7 separate regions of the Mus musculus genome follow, and all the other regions are linked to region 3. Evidence: chromatin contacts called from public Hi-C, HiChIP or PLAC-seq and promoter capture Hi-C data. All regions are on one chromosome and are shown on one strand. Each heading gives the region's core, a stretch centred on a gene start, on an enhancer-like site or on the middle of the called end of the contact. The rest is flanking DNA. Distances are from core to core; before and after follow the strand shown.

Evidence for each region. Promoter capture Hi-C pulls out the DNA fragments that hold promoters and counts their contacts. Hi-C and Micro-C count contacts between places; a contact is called where the count stands out from the background. HiChIP or PLAC-seq counts read pairs in DNA pulled down with a chosen protein or histone mark.
Region 1: a promoter capture Hi-C map of pre-B cells shows a contact between it and region 3. The contact joins the enhancer-like site here to the promoter of Ccdc181 in region 3. A contact is called at or near these places in 5 of 39 promoter capture datasets (the C10 cell line, cranial neural crest, hematopoietic stem and progenitor cells and 1 more), 1 of 15 datasets of contacts at CTCF or cohesin (large pre-B cells), 2 of 484 Hi-C or Micro-C datasets (B cells and bone marrow-derived macrophages) and 10 of 115 datasets of contacts at active chromatin or transcription factors (T-cell acute lymphoblastic leukemia, embryonic basal ganglia, embryonic forebrain and 6 more).
Region 2: a Hi-C map of regulatory T cells shows a contact between it and region 3, with 4 times the contacts expected there. The contact joins the enhancer-like site here to the promoter of Ccdc181 in region 3. A contact is called at or near these places in 2 of 39 promoter capture datasets (embryonic stem cells and hippocampal neurons), 1 of 484 Hi-C or Micro-C datasets (regulatory T cells), 6 of 115 datasets of contacts at active chromatin or transcription factors (the 230-238 cell line, embryonic forebrain, embryonic stem cells and 3 more) and 1 of 9 other capture datasets (embryonic stem cells).
Region 4: a contact with region 3 is called in an HNF4G HiChIP or PLAC-seq map of pancreatic cancer cells. The contact joins the enhancer-like site here to the promoter of Ccdc181 in region 3. A contact is called at or near these places in 3 of 39 promoter capture datasets (embryonic stem cells, hippocampal neurons and pre-B cells), 6 of 115 datasets of contacts at active chromatin or transcription factors (the 230-238 cell line, the NIH/3T3 cell line, embryonic basal ganglia and 3 more) and 1 of 9 other capture datasets (embryonic stem cells).
Region 5: a contact with region 3 is called in an H3K4me3 HiChIP or PLAC-seq map of bone marrow-derived macrophages, with 5 times the contacts expected there. The contact joins the promoter of Tiprl here to the promoter of Ccdc181 in region 3. A contact is called at or near these places in 2 of 39 promoter capture datasets (embryonic stem cells and pre-B cells), 1 of 15 datasets of contacts at CTCF or cohesin (large pre-B cells), 11 of 115 datasets of contacts at active chromatin or transcription factors (the 230-238 cell line, the SCID.adh cell line, astrocytes and 7 more) and 1 of 9 other capture datasets (adipose tissue).
Region 6: a contact with region 3 is called in an H3K27ac HiChIP or PLAC-seq map of large pre-B cells, with 3 times the contacts expected there. The contact joins the promoter of 1700029M03Rik here to the promoter of Ccdc181 in region 3. A contact is called at or near these places in 2 of 115 datasets of contacts at active chromatin or transcription factors (large pre-B cells and memory CD8 T cells).
Region 7: an H3K27ac HiChIP or PLAC-seq map of large pre-B cells shows a contact between it and region 3, with 6 times the contacts expected there. The contact joins the enhancer-like site here to the promoter of Ccdc181 in region 3. A contact is called at or near these places in 2 of 39 promoter capture datasets (neutrophils and pre-B cells) and 5 of 115 datasets of contacts at active chromatin or transcription factors (bone marrow-derived macrophages, embryonic stem cells, forebrain and 2 more).

What each region holds. Positions count from the first base shown.
Region 1 is chr1:165,131,035-165,133,872 of GRCm38.p6, reverse strand. No RefSeq gene overlaps it. Among named protein-coding and RNA genes, the nearest start is that of Tbx19, 28 kb to the left of the region's middle. Within about 2 kb of position 1,457, at least 62 of the 459 cell types and tissues checked have an H3K27ac peak or open chromatin away from gene starts, as enhancers often do. A contact at or near this core is called in bone marrow-derived macrophages, embryonic stem cells, hematopoietic stem and progenitor cells and 2 more, where this site is marked.
Region 2 is chr1:164,881,397-164,884,289 of GRCm38.p6, reverse strand. All of the region lies in intron 2 of Gm32652 (a long non-coding RNA gene), which reads left to right. Among named protein-coding and RNA genes, the nearest start is that of Gm32652, 17 kb to the left of the region's middle. Within about 2 kb of position 1,404, at least 28 of the 459 cell types and tissues checked have an H3K27ac peak or open chromatin away from gene starts, as enhancers often do. A contact at or near this core is called in the 230-238 cell line and regulatory T cells, where this site is marked.
Region 3 is chr1:164,274,058-164,276,848 of GRCm38.p6, reverse strand. It overlaps Ccdc181 (coiled-coil domain containing 181), which reads right to left and starts at 1,251. Exons shown (of 6, transcript NM_029115.3): 1 at 1,088-1,251.
Region 4 is chr1:165,044,855-165,047,561 of GRCm38.p6, reverse strand. The region is part of intron 5 of Gm51669 (a long non-coding RNA gene); the gene reads left to right. Among named protein-coding and RNA genes, the nearest start is that of Gm51669, 15 kb to the left of the region's middle. Within about 2 kb of position 1,316, at least 151 of the 459 cell types and tissues checked have an H3K27ac peak or open chromatin away from gene starts, as enhancers often do. A contact at or near this core is called in the NIH/3T3 cell line, hippocampal neurons and pancreatic cancer cells, where this site is marked.
Region 5 is chr1:165,235,519-165,238,228 of GRCm38.p6, reverse strand. Tiprl (TIP41, TOR signalling pathway regulator-like (S. cerevisiae)) reads left to right here and starts at 1,271. Exons shown (of 7, transcript NM_145513.4): 1 at 1,271-1,499. The coding sequence starts at 1,396.
Region 6 is chr1:164,959,587-164,962,286 of GRCm38.p6, reverse strand. 1700029M03Rik (RIKEN cDNA 1700029M03 gene) reads right to left here and starts at 1,400. Exons shown (of 2, transcript NR_166148.1): 1 at 1,249-1,400. Gm39692 (a long non-coding RNA gene) reads left to right here and starts at 1,892. Exons shown (of 3, transcript XR_865701.2): 1 at 1,892-2,297.
Region 7 is chr1:165,214,640-165,217,339 of GRCm38.p6, reverse strand. Tiprl (TIP41, TOR signalling pathway regulator-like (S. cerevisiae)) reads left to right here. Exons shown (of 7, transcript NM_145513.4): 7 at 1,460-2,700. The coding sequence ends at 1,600. Among named protein-coding and RNA genes, the nearest start is that of Tiprl, 21 kb to the left of the region's middle. Within about 2 kb of position 1,294, at least 44 of the 459 cell types and tissues checked have an H3K27ac peak or open chromatin away from gene starts, as enhancers often do. A contact at or near this core is called in bone marrow-derived macrophages, where this site is marked.

The DNA.
Region 1 (2,838 bases), core at 208-2,707, 860 kb before region 3:
CACCAGCATCCCAGTTCATTGATGCAGGGCACTGCAGCATGCCTGTTCCTTTCTGTGCAGACGATATTCGGTCCTATAAACTTGCACTGTGTTCATACTATCGTTTACTTGGTTAGTGAGCATCTGGTCTGATGCCGCTTTTTGAATATTGGTGTGTAAGTTCTTTTGTGGCCTAGAAGCTGCCAGCTCACTCTCCATTGTACAGATGAGGAGGGAGATTCAGAAAGCTGGGCTTCCTGAAGCCATACAGCTACTAGGAAGCTAGACTCAGGTCTCTGATGACAGTTACACATCCCTGCACACAACTCGGTGTCATTGCTGTATTGGGAGGGGACCCAAGCAGGGGCGGTCACATGACTCTGGAGGTACTTCCCTTAGCTTCTCACCATGTCAACTCGGGTCTCTAGGGATACTCTAATAAAGCAAAGGGCCGGCTCCTGGGAATACACTTGTTAGAGGAAGCAGAGAGATGGCCGTCTGAGCAGAGCCTCAGGGGTTGCAGATATAAGGGACCTGGTGGCAGATGGCTGGTTCCAGGAAGGACTTACATGGCAGGAAAAAACTGTCTCCTAGAATCCCTTTGGGGCAGGTTCTGGTAAAAAACTGAATTTCCTGGAACCGTAGACTATGGGATTTGAATTCTTTATAATTTAGATTATTAATGGAAATGTGATCTCAGAGCCTGCTTAGTGAAGCTTGCAAATATTAATTATAAGTAGAAAAGAGGTGATTGATCTTGGGATAGATTATAAAAATGTACTCTTGTCACTTAGCAAAAACTGTATTGCCGGCAAAACATTCAGAGCGCTTTAAGAACTTTAAAGGGTTTAAGTGGGAGAAAAGCTTTGCATTTGTCCTGATGAGACTTTGGATGGGGAGGCCAGTGCCACGTGAGGTCACTGTTTGGTGAGCCAGCCTCCAGGGTGGTGGTGAACAAGATAATACTTGTCTTTCTAGAGGTGGTGGAGCACACCTTTAGTCCCAGCACACAGGAGGCAGAGGCAGGAGGATTTCTGTGAGTTCGAGGCCAGCCTGGTTTACAGAGCGAGTTCTAGGAGTCAGGGCTACACAGAGAAACCCTGTCTGGAAAACCAAAAGAAAACAAACCAGAAAAGTAGAGGAGAGGAAAAGGAGTAGAAAGCTACCAGAAGCCATGTTCTTACTGCTGCAGTTCCAGAAGCCGTCTGTAGGTGGGGCTATTGCTCAACACACTTGTTTTTGGAAGGAGACAGACTCAGCCACTGCAGCTGTTGTATTGCAGTCAACCCTGTATGTTTATCTCAGTTTTATTGGAAGCACCCCCAAACCCTTGTTTGCACCCTGAGCCCTAGGAACATTTACCTGTGTCCTTAAGAATGTCTTTTTGTCAAGCTGTAAAACCCCAGGCTTACAGCATGACCCACAAAGGATGAGATGTCGCATAACGGATCAAAATTTAGATTTGCTGAGTCATGCAAGTTACAGCACTGGAGCTTATCCAGTAAGGCCTGGCCTTCCAAAAGGGTGCTGGGCTTTATGCTGAACGTTGACACACACGGGCGCGCATACACACACACACACACACACACACACACACACACACACTATACACGAGTGCACCCATGCACATGCGTGCGTGATTAAGAGGCCCCTCAGCTGTGACATAAACCCACTGCGGATATAGCATTTACCTGGTACGCTCTGCAACACCCTTATGGGATTTTGAAGGCAGGAGAACTAATGAGAATATGGGCTATGAGCTGCCTAGGCTGACAAGGAAGTCCTTTGCTTCTGGCCCAGAAAGTAGGCAAGCTTGTGTGTGTGTGTGTGTGTGTGTGTGTGTGTGTGTGTGTTTCTGTGTGTTTGTGTATGTCCAACATCAATGAAGCTATGAAAGGAGAACTCATTATTTTGGAAGGATGACAAAAATCTTTGGTCATTTCCAGTTCTCTCCTCCTCTCTTCCTCCTCTTTAATTTTTTAAAAAATCAATTCAATGGTGCATATATGTGAAGTTGTCATGTGTGGGTTGTAGATGTAGGGAGATGCCCATGGATGCCAGAAGAGGGCATCATATTCTCTGGAGCTGGAGTTACAGGTGGTTGTGAGATACTGGATACAGATGCTGGCAGCCAAACTCTGGTCCTCTATGTGAGGACCTTCTAAGTACTAAGCCATGTCTCCAGCTCCTTCAACGGATACTTTAAAATAGCATACATGTTTATAGACCTCAATATAACTATCATTTTGTAAAAAAATAAAAAATAAAAAATGAGTGTCAATTTTCAAAATAAGAATGGCTTAAGTCAGCCTAGGTCCAAATACATTGAGCATAAAACATTGTTCCTTGCTAAGGACTCTAGCTGCCCTCACCTAATAAGCTAATATTTAATCATAGTAAAAAAAAAATCTCAGCAGCCCAACTTGTCCCATGTCCTGTGCAGTGTTTTAACACTCTTAAACAGATTTAAACTAAACAGGTCATAAAGAGCCAAAATACACCCACATACATATAAGTGGCAGATGACGTGAAAGGTTGTCCCCTCCTGAGCTCACCACATTCATGTGACTGATCACCGTGGATGGCACCTGACCTTGCAAGGTTGCTCTTACTACTTGGAGTCTCCTTTGCTAATTGTTAGGAGTGGGACAGGGTGTTTGTTCCTCACAATTTTAATTATTTTAGAATTCTTCTTTAGGAAGCTTTCCGTTCTGTGGATAAACCTTAGCATATTTATCTTTACCCATCTGGAAAGAGTTGAGCTCCACTTGTTTTCTGTTACAAATGGCTGCTGGAAGCGAATATCCTTGCGCTGTCTGCTGCGAATGCCTGTGAGTGTCCACAGGCTGGAGACTTCAG
Region 2 (2,893 bases), core at 155-2,654, 610 kb before region 3:
GCCATCCGGCTCAGTGATGCTCTCATTGTTCTTCACGTTGCTGCATGAGGGAATACATGGCAAGCAGGGAGTTGTAAAACTTCCGGTAGGTTTCATCTTCACAAATAAAAATAAATGGTCTGAGGGAGACTGGAGAGGCTGCAATTGTGCTAAGCATCTCACCATGATAGCTCAGCTATTCATACCTTATGAAATCGTGTTCCAACTGAATATAATTTTGTTTAACTTAAGGGAAGAGCTTTTGATAATTAATGTTCACGTATTTTTCCAACTGAGGTCATACAGCATCTGCCATGCGATTGGCCAAGTCTTGGTTAATGGGTAGACATAGCGAAGGATTTGATTTTATCACTGCCCTCTTCAAGACTGAGATTTGTCTTTTCTATCTTTTCCACTTCTGAAGCTTCCCAAAGGCGAGTCTTACACTTTGTATTTCTAGAGGATCCTTTCTAACATTCTCCATGGCTTAGGAGTTTTTCTAGCTCCCGTGATATGGGTTTAAAAACCTGTTTCTTTACGGCTGTCCAATGTTCTTCCTAAGTGTAGGCAATTGAGAGCTAGCCATGTGGGATGTGGGAGGTGACGGTGCATGCTGAGAGTTCAGGAGAAAGGGCCAAGCTGATATTCTAGAGAGAACACTTGAAAGTTGGTAAGCACTGTGACCCTTCAGTCTTAGAAGTGCCATCCCTATTAGCCATCAGAGATGCCATTCTACATACTGGTCTGTCTCACTCTGTCTTCTTTCAGCCCCTCCATGTTCCTTGTCCATCCTGTCTGTATCACTTACCATACTGGACTACCATGTGGGATCTCATCCATGCTACCTTCTCATGTACTGTGCCCTAATGTCATTCAGTTTGGTCACAGTCTGTGGCCCGACAAGTGGCTAGTTTAGTCACCTGTCCCTAGTAAACCAATTAAAAGAGCCAAATTAATAATGGAAAGGAGAAAAGGAGATTTATTTCTTATGGCTAAACTGGAAAGAGGGACAAAGAGATCTAGGGAACCCCTCCCACAAGTCTGTCTTCAATCTCTGAAATAAGATTAAAGTTTAATCGGAGGACCAAGGATATGCCATCTAAGCCATGCAGTCAAGGAAGGGTGGTCCACCAACCATTGACACATACTCTATCCTGTTTTGTAAAAATCCTATGTATTTTAATTGAGAAGCATCTGGACTTTTAGATTAGTTGTCCCCTCCATGTTCCAGGTGTCCCCTAGGGAGATGGGGGTCTTTTTCTGAGTGTTTACTAGGTTATCCCTTAGGTACTTAGAGACAGATGGTCTGCAAGTATTGGCTCCTTTTCCAAGCATTAGTAGAGAAAACACACACACACACACACACACACACACACACACACACACACACTATATTGTGCACAGGCTGTAGATGGGTACAGTCTCCCTGCCCCTTCCTGCAAACGTAAGCATGAGGGACAGGAAGTAGCTGTTTCTAAACGTGACCCGTAAATATTAAATTTTCTGCCATTTGTCTTTCCACAATAACCTAAGGCAGTTTCTGTCTGGATCAGCCTCAAAAGGTCAAGATATTTGTTTTTGCTTTCTGAGTAGAAATGTTTTTTAGGCTTCTAAAGAACACTGCTTGGCAGGTGCTTCCTGTCACCCCAGCTTTCACATGGACAGTCAAACATGTCACCAGCAAGAAGTGACTTCACTCCTGCCCCCCTCATACAGGTGCCCAGGTTCTGAGCTATTCAGAATGAATGATACTGATTAAGATGTCTAGGGTTAATGGCCAGTCATAGGAGACTTATTTGGAGAGAAAGATAGACTGAATTAGGGTGCACCAAAATGGGGCTACATGTTACCTAAATGTTTAAAACAACATGATAAATAAAGAGCAAGAATAGAGTTATTTTATACTGTCCTAAGAATGGAACTGTTGAGTTGCAAGAGGTAGATGTTGGTGCACAGTGAAACATCGTTTTCCTGGAAGAGTTGCCTACAAGCCAATGGGCTTCCTGAAATAGCCAGCTCCGATCCACAGCTGTGCTTAAGCACACACAGGACCAACACCTGAAGGTTGGTGCTGTTATTTCTCTCTCTCTCTCTCTCTCTCTCTCTCTCTCTCTCTCTCTCTCTTTCATAACACTCTCCTTTGGGTACATTTGAGGGGAAATACCTTTCTTTCATCTTGTAGCATGAGAGGAAGAGGCAGAAAAATTTTCTGTTTGCCCTGAGTGCCAATAGTTGATACTGCCTTGTGAACTTAGAGACCCTGGGACTGCCCTTCGGGCTCTGTTTTCAATGTGAAACGCCCATTTTCTGTGTCACATGTACTCTCCTTGCAGCTTTTCTTCCAGGGCACGGCACTTGCTAGTCATTTCTGAAAATGGCTCTAAGTGACTTGTTTGTGTTGTTGCTTGTTTTAGTGCCATCATTTATTGGGTGTCACCTTCCTGTTCTCTCTCAGCTACCCTTCCTCTGCCAGAGAAAGCAGTTAGCAGGATGTGTTAAACCAGCAGTTTACAACTGGGAGTCAAGGAAGCAGGGCAATGGAGAGGTAAAGTCTCCCATTTTTTGTGGTCTATTGGGATTTCAATGTGTGGTCTTTTGTGGAGGAAATGAAGATGATTCTTACCATGTCCTGGGATCTCTCTGTGCTGGATATGCGCTGAAGCGTGGTCCCTGCCCTGCAACATTCTATGTATTCTATGTTCTTCTTGGAAGACTAAGTGCAAGCAGAGTTGTGGTGGCGACTGGCTTGCCAGGGGTCTGGATCCATCTCTTTTCTCCTTTCTTTCTTTCTTTCTTTCTTTCTTTCTTTCTTTCTTTCTTTCTTTCTTTCTTTCTTTCTTTCTTTTTTTCTTTCTTTCTTTCTTTCTTTCTCTCTCTTTCTCTCTCTCTCTCTCTTTCTTTCTTTCCTTCTTTC
Region 3 (2,791 bases), core at 2-2,501:
GTTGCCAAGCCCCGTAAGCCTTTCAAATGAGTCACAGGATATTCAACCCTTTGGCTTCCTAACCATCACCACCAGGGCATTGCTCACATGATACACATGTCAACACACTAGAATAAAATGGTATCTTCCATGAACCGCATTTCTTAGCATTTCCTATTTTATTACTATGATTTTTTTTTACACATATAAAATGTAAAGTTTATCATCAATTTAAAAAAAAAATCTCTGTAAGTGCTTTTGGCCAGATCAATAGTAAACTGCAGTGGCAGAAATTAGTTCCTTCCACTTAAGTGTGTGAAAAATTCTCAGTGTCTGAAGACCTTGCAATGTGGCTCCGAACCTCAGGCATAGATGCACATTATATTTGGTAACTTTCTCACAAGATTAAAAATATTTAAAAATACTTTAACCCAATACTTCTATTTCACCCCTACATATATAACCTTTTAAACAATATTTGTTGAAACACCTAGAACCAAAAGAATAAACAGTAAAGAGAAAACCTTTCCATATAAAAAAAAAGCATTTAGCAAAAACAAAACAAAAACAAGAACAAAAACAAACAAAAAACACCTTATTTTAAAAAGCAGTTAAGCAAACTTCTACAGCACTATGAAACTATCTGGTCCATCCTTCCTGCTGCATCCCCATAAGTCTGTGGTGTTATGAAATACTTTTTAAATTACCATCTGTTACAAGCTCTGACAGGAATATTTAACAAAATTAGGTAAAATTTTGGATTCGTGCTGAACATCTGAAGCACCAACGGAATGAATATAGCATTCTATGTGTGGAAGCTAACATTTCAGGAGTGATTTCTTCCACGCAAGCTACCTTTCATAGTCTTAAACTCTGAGAAGGGAAATGATAGGACAAAAACTCTAAGCGTCTAAGCCGTCCTCTGAGGGGCTCTCCTGGTGCATGGTGAAGTGACGCTGTGCGGGGCTGGGGAGATCCTGGGGCTTCTCCCTGGAAGAGGGCTCGCTTCAGCCGCCTCCCTGCCACCTCGCCCCGACGTTTATCCTCTCCCTGCTCCTGCCACCTGTCTGCCTGTCCTTCCCTCCTCTCCCGCTAAGTCCCCTCCTGCCTGTGGAAGATGCAGCGGCTGGGGTCACAGAGATGGCCGCAGGAGCTCTCTTCTCCTTTTCTAAGCTCTGACAACGAGGCAACGGTGACACCCCGGGGCCTGCTCCTGAAGCACCCAGCACCCGGGTGCCATGGCAACAGCGCGCCTCTGAGGCCTTCTTCCGGACTTCCCACTACTGAGGCGGGGTAGGATCGCGCGCAGGCGCAGAACGGATCCCCGCGAACACCTGCGCCTTACATCCGGCCAGCGTTTCCAAGACCCGGAAGACTCGCATCCCCTTTGGTTTTCTGCCTTGAATGTGGATTTTGTATACCTGTAGTCAGATTTTTAATTTGTTTCCAAAACTTAACAATAAAAGTGCATTTCTGTGTTCATTTTCCTCAAGTAAATATTAAAAGATAACAGTTCCTCAAGTAAATATTAAAAGATAACAGTTGCTAGTTGTTAATTGCTGTTTCGACCCTCAGCTTAAAGAAATTATAGCCAAAATTGTATTTACAGAAAGGAGTTATGAAAGAAAATAGAACTTTAGTTCCAGCAATCAAACTCATCAAGAGAGGCAACTACAGTTTTCCCATAACTTCCCTTAATACCTTGGGGGATAATAGGAAAATAAGAGAACATTCAGATTGTGGTGATAGATAATAGGCCAGCCATGAAGGAGCTCACAGAGTGTAAATAGAAGGGCAATATAACATAGGTACAAATTCATCTAAAAAAAAAGGTGGATCGAGGAGAGATTCATATATAAGCTAATATATATTAATATATTAACCTCTCCTTGATTATATATATATATATATCTTTATATATGTAAAGAGTTTACTCCAGAGCTTACTTTTGAAAAATAGTATAAATTATGGGAGACGGGCTGGGCATTACACATGGAGATGATAGCTTGTGGGAAGACAGGCATCAACTTGTTTTGTTGACTCAAAATATACCAGATAGGGTGAAGCATACATCAAAACCTTATGCCTCACTGCCTGTTAGCAATTACATGCATAACTTGGAAGCCAACAATGTGATCTGGGGATAAACATTGTCATGTCTCATTTCCATGCAAAAATATTCATGGCAGTCATTCCTAGGAAACTGTGAGTTCCCTTTCAAGGAGAGACTGGGTTTAGACATTTACAAGCCTCCAGCCATATAAATGTTTGATAGATAGTTCTTGAGTTCCCCAGGCTAATAGGTCTTTAAAAGGAACTAACTGTAATATTTACAAGCTTGGTGAGGAAGGATAATGAAGGTTTCTGAAGGAAGTGGGGTTTTGGTCATCAGAGATGAGAGAGGAAAATACCTCGAAAACAGGACATTTTAGAAAGTTCACGATCAAATCATAGAATAACGAGATGTATCATGAGTGTTCAAGACTTACCCGCAGGGGAGGAAGGAATGAGAGAGGGGTTATGTCACACTTTATGCAGGCACATCATTTAATGCCTCTTCTCTCCAGTGAGCTGAGTGTACATAGGCTAACCATGACTGACCAAGGGAAGAAAACGAAGGACATGTAAGAACTGGTGGAAACACCTCACAGAAATACCTGGAGCTGGGCTCTCCTCATTTCCTAAGCATGTCTCAATCCATTCAAGTCGATGTTACCCATCAAACATGTCAAATAAGTTAAATTATATTGCATATTAGAAATATTTCATACCTACATATATTTATAATAAAAAATGGACCTAATTTAAAAAC
Region 4 (2,707 bases), core at 67-2,566, 770 kb before region 3:
GCTGGGGCAGGCATATCACTGTGAGTTCAACGTCAACTTAGACTACATAATGAGTTCAAGGCCAACCTGGATTATAAAGGGAGACCCTATATAACAAAACAAATGCAAACCACCACCACCACCACCACCACCAAAGACAGAAGAATAACATAAATATGCTAATACAGTATTTGGAAGAGGTCAGAGGTTGGCTTAGATCCCTATGTGGCATTTAACTCAATTTATCTCATCTCTGCCTCTGTCTCTCATCAACCATGTCTGAAGTTTGTTTATTTGCTTTTTAAAAGAAATAATCACACCAACAAATGTTTATTCTGGTATCTTCTTTGCAGTTTAAAATTTAAGGGCAATCTACCCATCTCCAGGCATGTTTCATCCAGTAAACCCAGGGTTATGTCCTGCTATTGGAACACTGAGAGCCTAGGAAGGCCCATGAGGAGCAAAGACAAAAGCTCTGGATCAGGGTTGCTTTTGGGATGCAGCAGTGGTACACTGGTGTACTATATCAGGAACATGAAAAGTGGGGAGGGAAGGACACGCTGAAGAGACAGCAAGCACGAGAATGAGAACAGAGGGCAGATGGGAGAGAGAAACCAGACAGAGCCAGCCGCACTGGAATCTTTCATTCTGACAGGTCCCAGCGCAGGCAGCAGACCTTCTAAGGAACCACTGCAGCCTGCCTGCAGAGGAGGAGCCTGGCAGCCCAGATTTGCCAAAGACAAATGCTGCTCTGCAGACAGGGAGCAAGGGCACTGCAGAGAGGCCAGCCAGGAGCATGGTGCTGTGCAGAGGGGCATGGGAGGACAAAGGGTGGAATGCAGGATGGGTGACTCACTGAGATCCCTGCCCAGAGCAGGCGTGGCTTCATGGCCACCCCTCGGAGGGGCCTTAGCATCTTCCTTGTGCTCAGGACACGGAAGAAAGCTAGCTGGAGAGTACACATTCTCTCCCCCCCTCTCTCCATCTTCTTCTCCTCTTTCTCCTCCCTTCTTCCCCCTCCCTCACCCCTCACCAATTCCTTCCCCTCTCCTTTTCCTCTGCCTTCTTCAGGAAGGCCCCCCCCCCCACCCCCCGTGAGATTGGCCTTTTAGATATGTGACCTTGGATGAGCCATGTAAGCTTTAATTTCCTTGTCTAGAAAATTGGGGCAGCTCCTAAAACAGCTATGCAGGCTAAATAGAAGATGCTTGGCATTGCCCTTTTCACCTGGGGCCATGACTCAAGCTGTTTTGTTCCTGCAGAATCTGTATGACTTCGTAGTTAATGGCTGACTCATCTAAGGTACCAGTAGCAGCTTGCCTGATTGCCCCTGCCAGGAGAATGACAGAAGATTGCTCAGCCAGGGTGCCCTGCAGCCGTTGCCAGAGGCAGCCAGAGACTGTTAGGTTGTCCTTCTATGAAAACCTACCTCCAAAAGCCACTTGCCTTTCATGGCACATTCACCCTGTGTCCAGTGCCATGCTAGGAGCTGTGCACCGAGGATGCGGAGCTATTTAGCAGGCCTTCCTTCTGACCTGGATGCAAAAGGGACCTTAGCACTGGAGAGGCTAAGATTATAAATCCCAAAGCTCAGAAATAAATAAATAAATAAATACAGGGTCTGTATTTCTGAAGCCTAGGGGCCTTGGCATTGGAATTCTATACCTGTATCAAAGCTGTCATGTCTCAATGACAGACACATCTCATACCAAATTAAATAGGAGACTTGATAAGGGCCTAATATCTTTATCATTTTGTGCCAGGTGTCACACCATGGTAATATTACTATAATCTGATAATGGTAGATGCTGTGAGCTACAATTTTTAGTTGACAGGACACATCCTCTATAAGACATCCCAAGGTCACATGGAAAGGGCTTTGCTTAAAATAAACTTAATTTATTTTTAAGCTTCATACAAGTGTATGTTGCAGGTTGAACAAACTCCACCCATTTCTCCAGCCTCCCCTTTCTTGCTCCTCCCTCTAGTCCTCCCCTTCAACCGCCTAGATAATTTTACTTCTACTCTCATGTCATATATACACAATTTTATGTCCATAGGAGATACAGGAATCACAAACGAGAGAAAGCGTAAGATATTTGTCTTTCTGAGACCATCTTAATTCATTTAGTAGGGCGATCACCAGTTATACCTACCTTCTTATAAATGACCTGGCTTCCTTCTTTGGGATTGAAAAATTCCATTTTTTTATAGGTGTCTCGTTTTGGTTTTTTGAAACTCATTCCGCTATTGTTAGCTAATTGTCTGACCCTGCAACAGAATACTCCAAGAATGGAGTATGTCCCCTAAGAACTTTCTGGCATAAGTTTAAGAGTAAGGATGACCCCACCCACCCACCCAGTCCCTACTGATAATTAGTGTGTACAAACCACAGCATCATAGGGCAGAAGGAGAGAGTTAACTGACCTGGATTGGGGAGCTCCTGGGAGGGTCTGCTGATTTTGTATGGCCAGGCAGCCTTTCCCCATGAACAACAGTGAGCAAAGACTACATATCCCCTCCCCCCCCCACCCCCCCCCGCCCACACCATATTCATTGCTGCTGTGTCTTGACAGCTTAACAGAAGGAAGAGTTAATGTGAGCTCAGAGGGCTTTGTCTGCCATGGTGTAGAGAGCATGAGGGAGCAGAGAATAAGAGTTCACAAGAAACAAGGGGAGCAACAGGAAGTGGCCAGGGGTCATATATGCCAAAGACTCACCCCAATAA
Region 5 (2,710 bases), core at 22-2,521, 960 kb before region 3:
CGGCACTTGGGAAGAAGCAGAACAATCAGGAATTCAAGGTCCTCCTTAGCTACAATAGTGAATTGAAGGCTAGCCTAGGCTGGCTGTATGGAACTCTTTCAGAAAGAAAAGAGGATGGATTTCGTTGCATGTAATTTGCTCATTTACCTCCTTATTAGGTCTTCTAGCAGATCTAGATGATGTGAGGTTTACAATGTAACGTCAGTGAAAGGACCCCAGCCTCCTTGGGAAGTGCGTCAGGGGCCAACCTCTGGAGGTCAGTGATGGTAGACAATCCTCCACTATTCGGGATGAACATCTTTATCCTCTGCGGAAGCTGAGACGCCCTACTTTCCGTAGGCAATGGAAATAGAGTAACTATGTAGGAACCAAGGATAGGATGCCAACGGAATGAATTAATCCAGACACCTTGGGCAGGGGAAATTGATGATGGGTTCCTGGGACAGACACACAAACAGAAAATACCTGAGGAGGAAAAGGTTTACTTGGCTTAACACCTTCTGGTAGACAAGGTAGGAATTGAAGCAGAAATCATGCAACAACGCTGCTTAGCGGTTCCAGCGTCGATGAAACAAACACTGAGTGAATAAGAGAGGGGGTGTTGGAATTGAGATGGTGAACAGTTTTGAGATGCTCAAACATTAAACCATCTCATTTTGAGGCAGCTGGGGCCGAAAAGAATCAGTTGTGTTTTACCCAAAGATACACACAGTTGCACTGCAAGCATGGACGGAGCACCGGGCTTTCAGCGTCGTTTCCACTACACCTGTGTGCGGGTAGAAAAGTCTTAAAATATCATAAGGATAATTTGACGTTTCTTTCGTGGTACAAAGAATCAAACACAGGGCGTCGGCGGTTTGCACGGTAAGAAAGTGGGGCTCTTCCACTGGGATTCAAGGTGGAGGAGCTACTATTTGTCATTGGCTCCAAAGTCGCTGTTGGTGCTGGGCTTCCTGAGCGATAGGGACATTGGGCATGTCCTCTTCACCACGACTCATAAGCACAAGAGGTGATGACACTGCTTGGAGCGGTCTGTAAGGAGGAGGTAAGGCAGTGAAGCACGGGGCTCTGGATCCAGAAAGACAAATTCCCACATTCACTCTGGGGTGACGTCACCCGGAGACTTCAGGGCGGCGCGCCAGAGCGACACCCCCGCGCTCAAGTCCCGCCCCTCAGCGTCTCCACGTAAGACGTGTGTCACCCTGAGCTAGTGGTCCCGGAAGTAAAACCAGGAGGGGCGGAAGAGACGGCGGAAGGGCGGGCCTACGGCGCGGCGGCAGGGGGCGGGGCCGAGATGGTAACGGACGCGCCCAGGAGCCGCGCTGCAGAGAGGGCCATCGTGCGACCGCTGCCGCAGGCGCTTGCTCCGAGTAACCCTGCGGCTCCGCTTCTGCCATGATGATCCACGGCTTTCAGAGCAGCCACCAGGACTTCTCCTTCGGGCCTTGGAAGCTGACGGCGTCCAAGACCCACATCATGAAGTCTGCGGATGTGGAAAAGTGAGGCTGTGGGGCGGGGCCGGGCCGAGCCGAGCCGAGCCGAGCCGAGCCGGGCCAGGTCCGGTTGGTGTCCGGGCTGGGGGTCTGACGGTCTCGGTGCAGCCTCACGCGGTACTTGGGGCCGCAGGCTCGGTCCCTCTGACCGACCGTTGATTGACAACTTCAGTAAATGGTCCTGTTCCCTGCTCGCGGCGACCTCTGCTTGCTGGAACTGTAGCTTCTCAGGGTTGAACTGAGCGCGGCTGTTTTGGTGGACTTCACCTAAACCTCGCCGCTCCTTTTTTTCCTACCTAAGCCTGCGCAACCTTTCTGGGCGCGATGACCTGTTCCCTTGCGGGCAATGACGGAAATGGTATTTATGTTTAGTTTTGAGCTTCTTTGGTTCTGTGGTGTGCTCTTGAGGTTCTGAACATGAACCATTGAGTACCACAGACTTCAGAGGACGTGAGACCGTGTGACGTTACTGTGTGACTGTTTAGGATGAAGATTTCAGGTTTTTTTTTTTTTTTCTTTCCTTCTTTTAGCAAATCAGGTGCTGTGATAAGCACTTGAGATAGGACAGATGAAAGAGAAAGGCCCAAGGAATTCATAGTTTCACGAGAGACCGTTATATTATTGTGTGGTTGGTTAGGATGAAGATGTATACAGGTGTGTGTGCGCGTTAGTGTGTTCGCGCGAGGGTCAGTGCACCTGGGCAGAATCTTGATCAAGTCTGGAGACTGGATGGCCGGGTAAAGCCAGCACTCAGACTGAGATCTGAGGTGTTTGGGGATGCCTATAACTGTATCCTGACAAAGTTTGGGGGGGGGGCGCCCTGGCAGAGTGTTGCCTCCCTCGTCATTGGAGAGTTCTCTGTCTTGCTAAGAAGTTTGAATTTTATATAGTAGTCATCAGGTGTAGTTTTACTCAATATCTACATGCATCGTGGTTGTGTCTGGAAGGTTTCTTGGAGGTGTTGTAGAAGATGGAGGGCTGGAATGCTGGAGAGGAGGCCAGTAAGCAGGAAAGAGATGACAGAAGCTGAGATTCAGTGCTTAAGTTTGGTAGGCAGTTGATGGAAAGAAAGAAAAAGGGAGGCTCTTCAGGACCTTTTGTTGTTGTTGTTGTTGTTTAAAATTTACATATGTAAAAGAATCCTTTTTGAAACATAAGTTGTTTCAAATGTTATTAATTCAGAATATGTTTCTAATAGAATTGTTTTTGTTGTATGA
Region 6 (2,700 bases), core at 151-2,650, 690 kb before region 3:
GAGGGTGATCAGTGAGGTGGTGAGGATGCCCTGGTTGGAGGCCCGGATTTGCCCCAGGGTGACTAATTCAGGCAAGTCGCTTCATCCTGGTTCCATCCAGGTCTCTTCATAAACAAAATGGACACAGTCATGCCCACTGTATCCTCCATTACAAGGTTTTGGGGGGCAGCACATGAGTGGAGGGTTGTGGCACCAAAGGGCTCTGCAGTAAGCATATTCCCAGGCAGGTGGCTAGGGAACTGTCGGGGTGGGAGGGCAGAGAGCAGAGCGGAGGCGTGAGGGAGACTGACCAAAGGTTCGGGTGCCCTCCTAGAGATTCCTGGCACCGAGAAGCTGGGAGAAATGCAGAGGGATGGGGATGGAGGCTCCTGTCAGCTGCAGAGGCAGTGTGTGTGTCTTGAGCTTCCTATCAGCTCTCAGGACTGTAAGAATGGGACTCCCAAGCACCATGTGAGCTTAAATCTAGAGTCTCTCTCTTAGGCTCACTATTAAAAGAAATAAATATAAAATGGGAAAGCAACAGGGGCTAGATTACTCTCTCTCACACACACATACACATACATAAATACACACATACATCATATATATCATGTATGTCACACACACACACACACACACATATGTGGAGAGAGAGAGAGAGAGAGAGAGAGAGAGAGAGAGAGAGAGAGAGAGAGAGAGAGAGAAACTAGAGTAAAATCCTTAGTGTGTCCACATGTGCAAGAGCAAGCCTCTCCATGAGAGAACAAGGGAAACTGGGCTTTGTGATTTAGTCTTCTCTGGTCCTTCAGCATCTGAGCGGGGTCTTAGAGGAGATGGATGCTTAGGATGGAGAATGGATGTACGTGTTTGACTGTTTGTGTCTCACAAATCAATACCTTCTCTGTGCTGCCTTAATGTACACGCTTTCTTTAATGACAAGAGCTAAAACAATCCAGTGTTCACCTCTCCCCTTCATACTGCTTCAACAGATATTGCTGGTAGAGGAAAGGGGCGGAGCATTTCCTTTCAAAGGTCTTTGGAGATTTTCATAGAATTTATATTCATTTGGAGGAAAGTATATTCCTTACAATGTTTGTCATCCATTTTATAAATGCCTTTTGTATCCTTTGGGAGAGTTAACTATCCCTGTAATAGAAAGCAATCTGGATATATTATGGAATGGACACAAAATTGTCATGAATTTTAAGGTAAGTTGTGAGATTTCAAAGAACTGCATACTGACATTGCTCACTTTCATCAAGATCTCACCTTTGGAGGAACTCTTCTTGCCGTTGAGGTTTGTGGAGTATTGCTTTTCCATATTTCCCTGAGAGACGGCTCTCTCTTATCTGAGTAGTCAATTCTGTAAGTGTTGAAGTCAAATGAGTTGGGTTCAAACCTCAGTCAGTCATTTATTAACTGTGTAATCTTGGGCAGGTGCCTTACCCCTGTCACATCCTCGGTTGTGATGTGTGGAGGAATTGTGAGGTAATAAACACCAGCTGCTATCAGACTGCCTCACACAGGGTGAGCACTTGTTATGAGCAATCTGAAGCTATGTTTGCTATAGTGTAGCATGTGAAAATGTGTACACATGTACTGGTATCTGTAAGTGAAAGGCAGAGAGGAAATTTTTCTTTATCAGACAGCACCCTACTCTTGTGAGGCAACTGTAGTTCCAAATTATTCATTTTACTCTCTGTTCAAAATGAACAGTTTTTTTCTTTTTTAATCACAGACAGGAGAGTAGATAGACTCATCAAGAAAAGGAATTGAAGGGCACAATGAGACAAGAGGATGAAGGAGAAACTATTCAGTACTCACTGGGATGGAAATAAAGAGCTCTGCAGTGAGAATCTCAAAAGCTTTGTGACCTAACAATGAGACCTGCGGAGAAGGCAGGGCCCCTGACTTGGGAGACAAACTCAGTAACAGAAACTTGGCAGAGTTTTGACTTCTTTCGACTTGGGACAAAGGCAGAAGAAGTAGTAAAAAATAATTGAAGAGTGGTTTATTATGTCTGTGTTGCAAAGGGGCAGGAAACCACAACTTTGAAGACGTGGAGGAAATGGTTAAGGCAACACTGTGAGCAAGCAACGGTGCTAACGCTGGGGAAAGTGAGGGCAGATGAGGGCAGCTAGGACTGTAGAGTCGCCTAGAAATTAACATCCCTCCCGTTAGGAGAAGCATGCTGCGTGTGTGACTTTGAGAAGTCAGTTACACTGACATTGGAACTTTGCATGAATGTTCGGGACCAAGCCAGATACCAAACGGTAGCAGCAGAAGATGGGTAGAGAAGACTCAGTGTGGGCCCAGAGGTGAACTTCCTTTCAGTTTTGAAATCAACAATGATTTCTCTGATTGTTAAAATATGAGTGGAAGATTCTCATTACTGCGTTTTTGTGAGGCACCCCAAATGGAGTCATTCTTTAACTAAAGAGGCAGTAACTATTATGAATGCTCCCAAGATATTATCTATTATTTATTTCCATTGTTTATACAAAGAAAAAGATCGACTGTGAACCAGATTGTATGAATAGTTATGTAGAAATAATGTGATCGGAAGCATTAAGGATCAGGAACACAGAACAGTTTTCTCAGGGATGTGCATCCATGAGTTCAGATCATTGGAAAGATAATCAGTGGGTGTGGTTGATGTTAAGCTTCTTATTGGACCAGACCCAAAAATCAAAACACAGCTCTCCCTCTTGACCCCACTTT
Region 7 (2,700 bases), core at 45-2,544, 940 kb before region 3:
TCCCTCAGTCACAGGCTGACCTCAAACCCAGGGATCTGTCTGCCTTTTTAAGCATACAAAAAAACTTAGCTGGGTAGGATCTCCGTCAATCACCACTCCCTAACTCTCTGTATCTCCTTCCGTAGTATCTTCCTGACCAGTTGGCTCACAGCACAGCTGCTTTTGTTCCTTTAGATTAGTGAAACACCTTGTATAGTTCCTTATATTTTACATAGTTGAGAAATTATATATTTTTGAGCTCATGTTTTCAGAGTTTTTTTACAGCCTTAAGGGCTGTCCTGAAGGTCCCAGGGTTTACCATTTTACTGAGACATTAGCTACACTTTCGCCTCCTGGACTGATGGAGTCATTAATGTTAACAGGGAGGACATTCCTCAAAGGAGGAACATGAAAATACTTAAATTATACAAACAAGCCCTAGGCCACAGCAGCCATGACATCATGGAGGCCTCTGCCCTGTTCCAGGCGTGGGAACCACGTCCTTCCACCCCTTCCAAAGAAGATGTGCTCCTCCTGGGCTCTGCAGGGTGGGTCTCTCCTGGGTTTGTCTCCAGCACCAGGGCACCTGGAGATCTTCGCTGCCATCCATCTGAGTCCTGTTCATTCTGAAGAAGCTGAGAGGCAGGGGTGTGACCTGAGTCCCATCGCTGCAGCTGGTGCCATGGATGTTCCTCTGACTTAGCACCTGACCCTCTAGAATGTTTAATAATTTATTCATGTTTTGAGATTATACTAGAGTTCCATAAATTTTCTCTTTCCCCTCCAAGGCCTCCCATGTCCTGTATCTCCTTAGTCTTTCAAATTCACTGTCTCTTTCTTCCATCATTGTAAACATATAGATGCATCCTACTTCCTCTGTGATGTCACTTGTATGTATATGTTCTTACACATCCCTTTTTCTTCCAAAAACTGGTGCCTCTGTACCAGCATCTGTAATTATTCTGACATAATTTTCCTGTATTTTTTGCTCCCCTGGAATTTGTGAAGTCCTTCCGTGGCACTTGGGTTTTGTGATGAACTGGCTTAGTACATGTCTACAAAATAAGTATTTTTTTTTTAAACCATAGTACTTACTCTGTCTGAATATAGTGTATGCTTGGATTAGAATAGTTAGTAACTGTCGTAGAATGTGTACTGGACTCTAACTAAAGATTGAACTTTCAAGTTACTCAAGTAACGGGTACTAGGGAGGGATTTGATCAAAATGTGTGGGATTCTTTTAGCACTTACAGTAGCACTGTCAGTTATGACACCAAGTTCCTTGAAGATCAGCCACACAGTTGAACGATTGAGTAACAGGAAGCAGCTGTTATCTGGGGGAGCACTCAATGCTCCTCCTTACGTGGAGTGTCCCCAGGGCTGAAATTAGCATGCTTTGTGAACTCTTACACTAGAAGGTTTCAGAAATCGTGTGAGCCATAACTGAGAATATACTAATACGATTTTATGTTTTTCCTAGCATGTTCCACCTTCCCTCTTCACGGAACCTAATGAAATATCACAATATTTACCAATTAAGGAAGCAGTTTGTGAGAAGCTCGTATTTCCAGAAAGAATTGATCCTAACCCAGTGGACTCACAAAGTACGCCCTCAGAATAAAATGTGGTACAGCAGACTCTCTCCATGTGGAACCTGACTGGAAACCTTGGCTATTTGTAGGGGTATTTTTATTATGAGAATTAATTTCCTTGCTTATGCGCAGATTTTCTGTAGCCTTAAAGGAAAATAAAAGATTGCTGCAGGCAGGTTCCACACAACTCCTGTTTATCCTGTCTGTTTTCAAGTTCCTGCTCCAGAGAGAGATGTGCTCTGGAGCTTACGTCAGCAGTGATGTGTGTGGGTCTCATGAGGGGACATGGTCTGCATCCGGCCTGAAGCATCGTCTTCACTGTGAGGAGGCTGACTGTAAGGCTGTCACTGAGCCCCGATGCCTGGGACCTGCCGGCCGCCATAGGATGCTGACTGCATGCTGATGTGCTACTCTGGCTCTTGGCTGTGGGCTTTCTGGTGTTTGTTCGCACTTACGGAGAGTTGTGACATGTCACCTACAAAATTAATCTTGTATTAGTCATTAGTTGGAGTTTCTGGGCAACATATTGTGTGTGTTTGTACACACAAGTATTTTTTAAATCTTTTCATTTAAATGTCTTTGTCTCTGAGTAGTGTTAGATTACTTATTTTGATAATTCATTGTTAAAAATTGTGGAGAATTAAAATAAAATAATTGACTTTTTAAAAAAAATTAAAGAGGTGGGCGGTGGGGAGGAGGAGTGTGCATCTGAAGATTGTATTAGTGTATCCCTGTGAGGAGTACCCAGGTGTGTCCTTGGCCATTTCTAAATATGACATATGCCATTTTATATTTATTTGTCCAAGTGTCTTTTGTAAGAGGAGAATAAATAATAAGGAATTATGTATTCATAGTTTGCTGTTTATTTCAGCTTTTCTTAGACTTACTTGAAGATTGGATTAGGATGTATCGTTCTCATTTATTTTGTTCTGAACCCGTTCAGTATTGCAGACACATTTCCCACGCAGATTACAAATGGAAACTGCTAGGTATGAACGCGATCCCCTAGTTTGTTCGCCTTTAAGCGCCTGTCTCTCTTCTCCCTCTGCTCCTTACACTCCTGAGGGCACTTTTAAGTAGTCAGAACACATGGGTACATGTCATGCATAGCATCCCCTTCAGTTCTGAG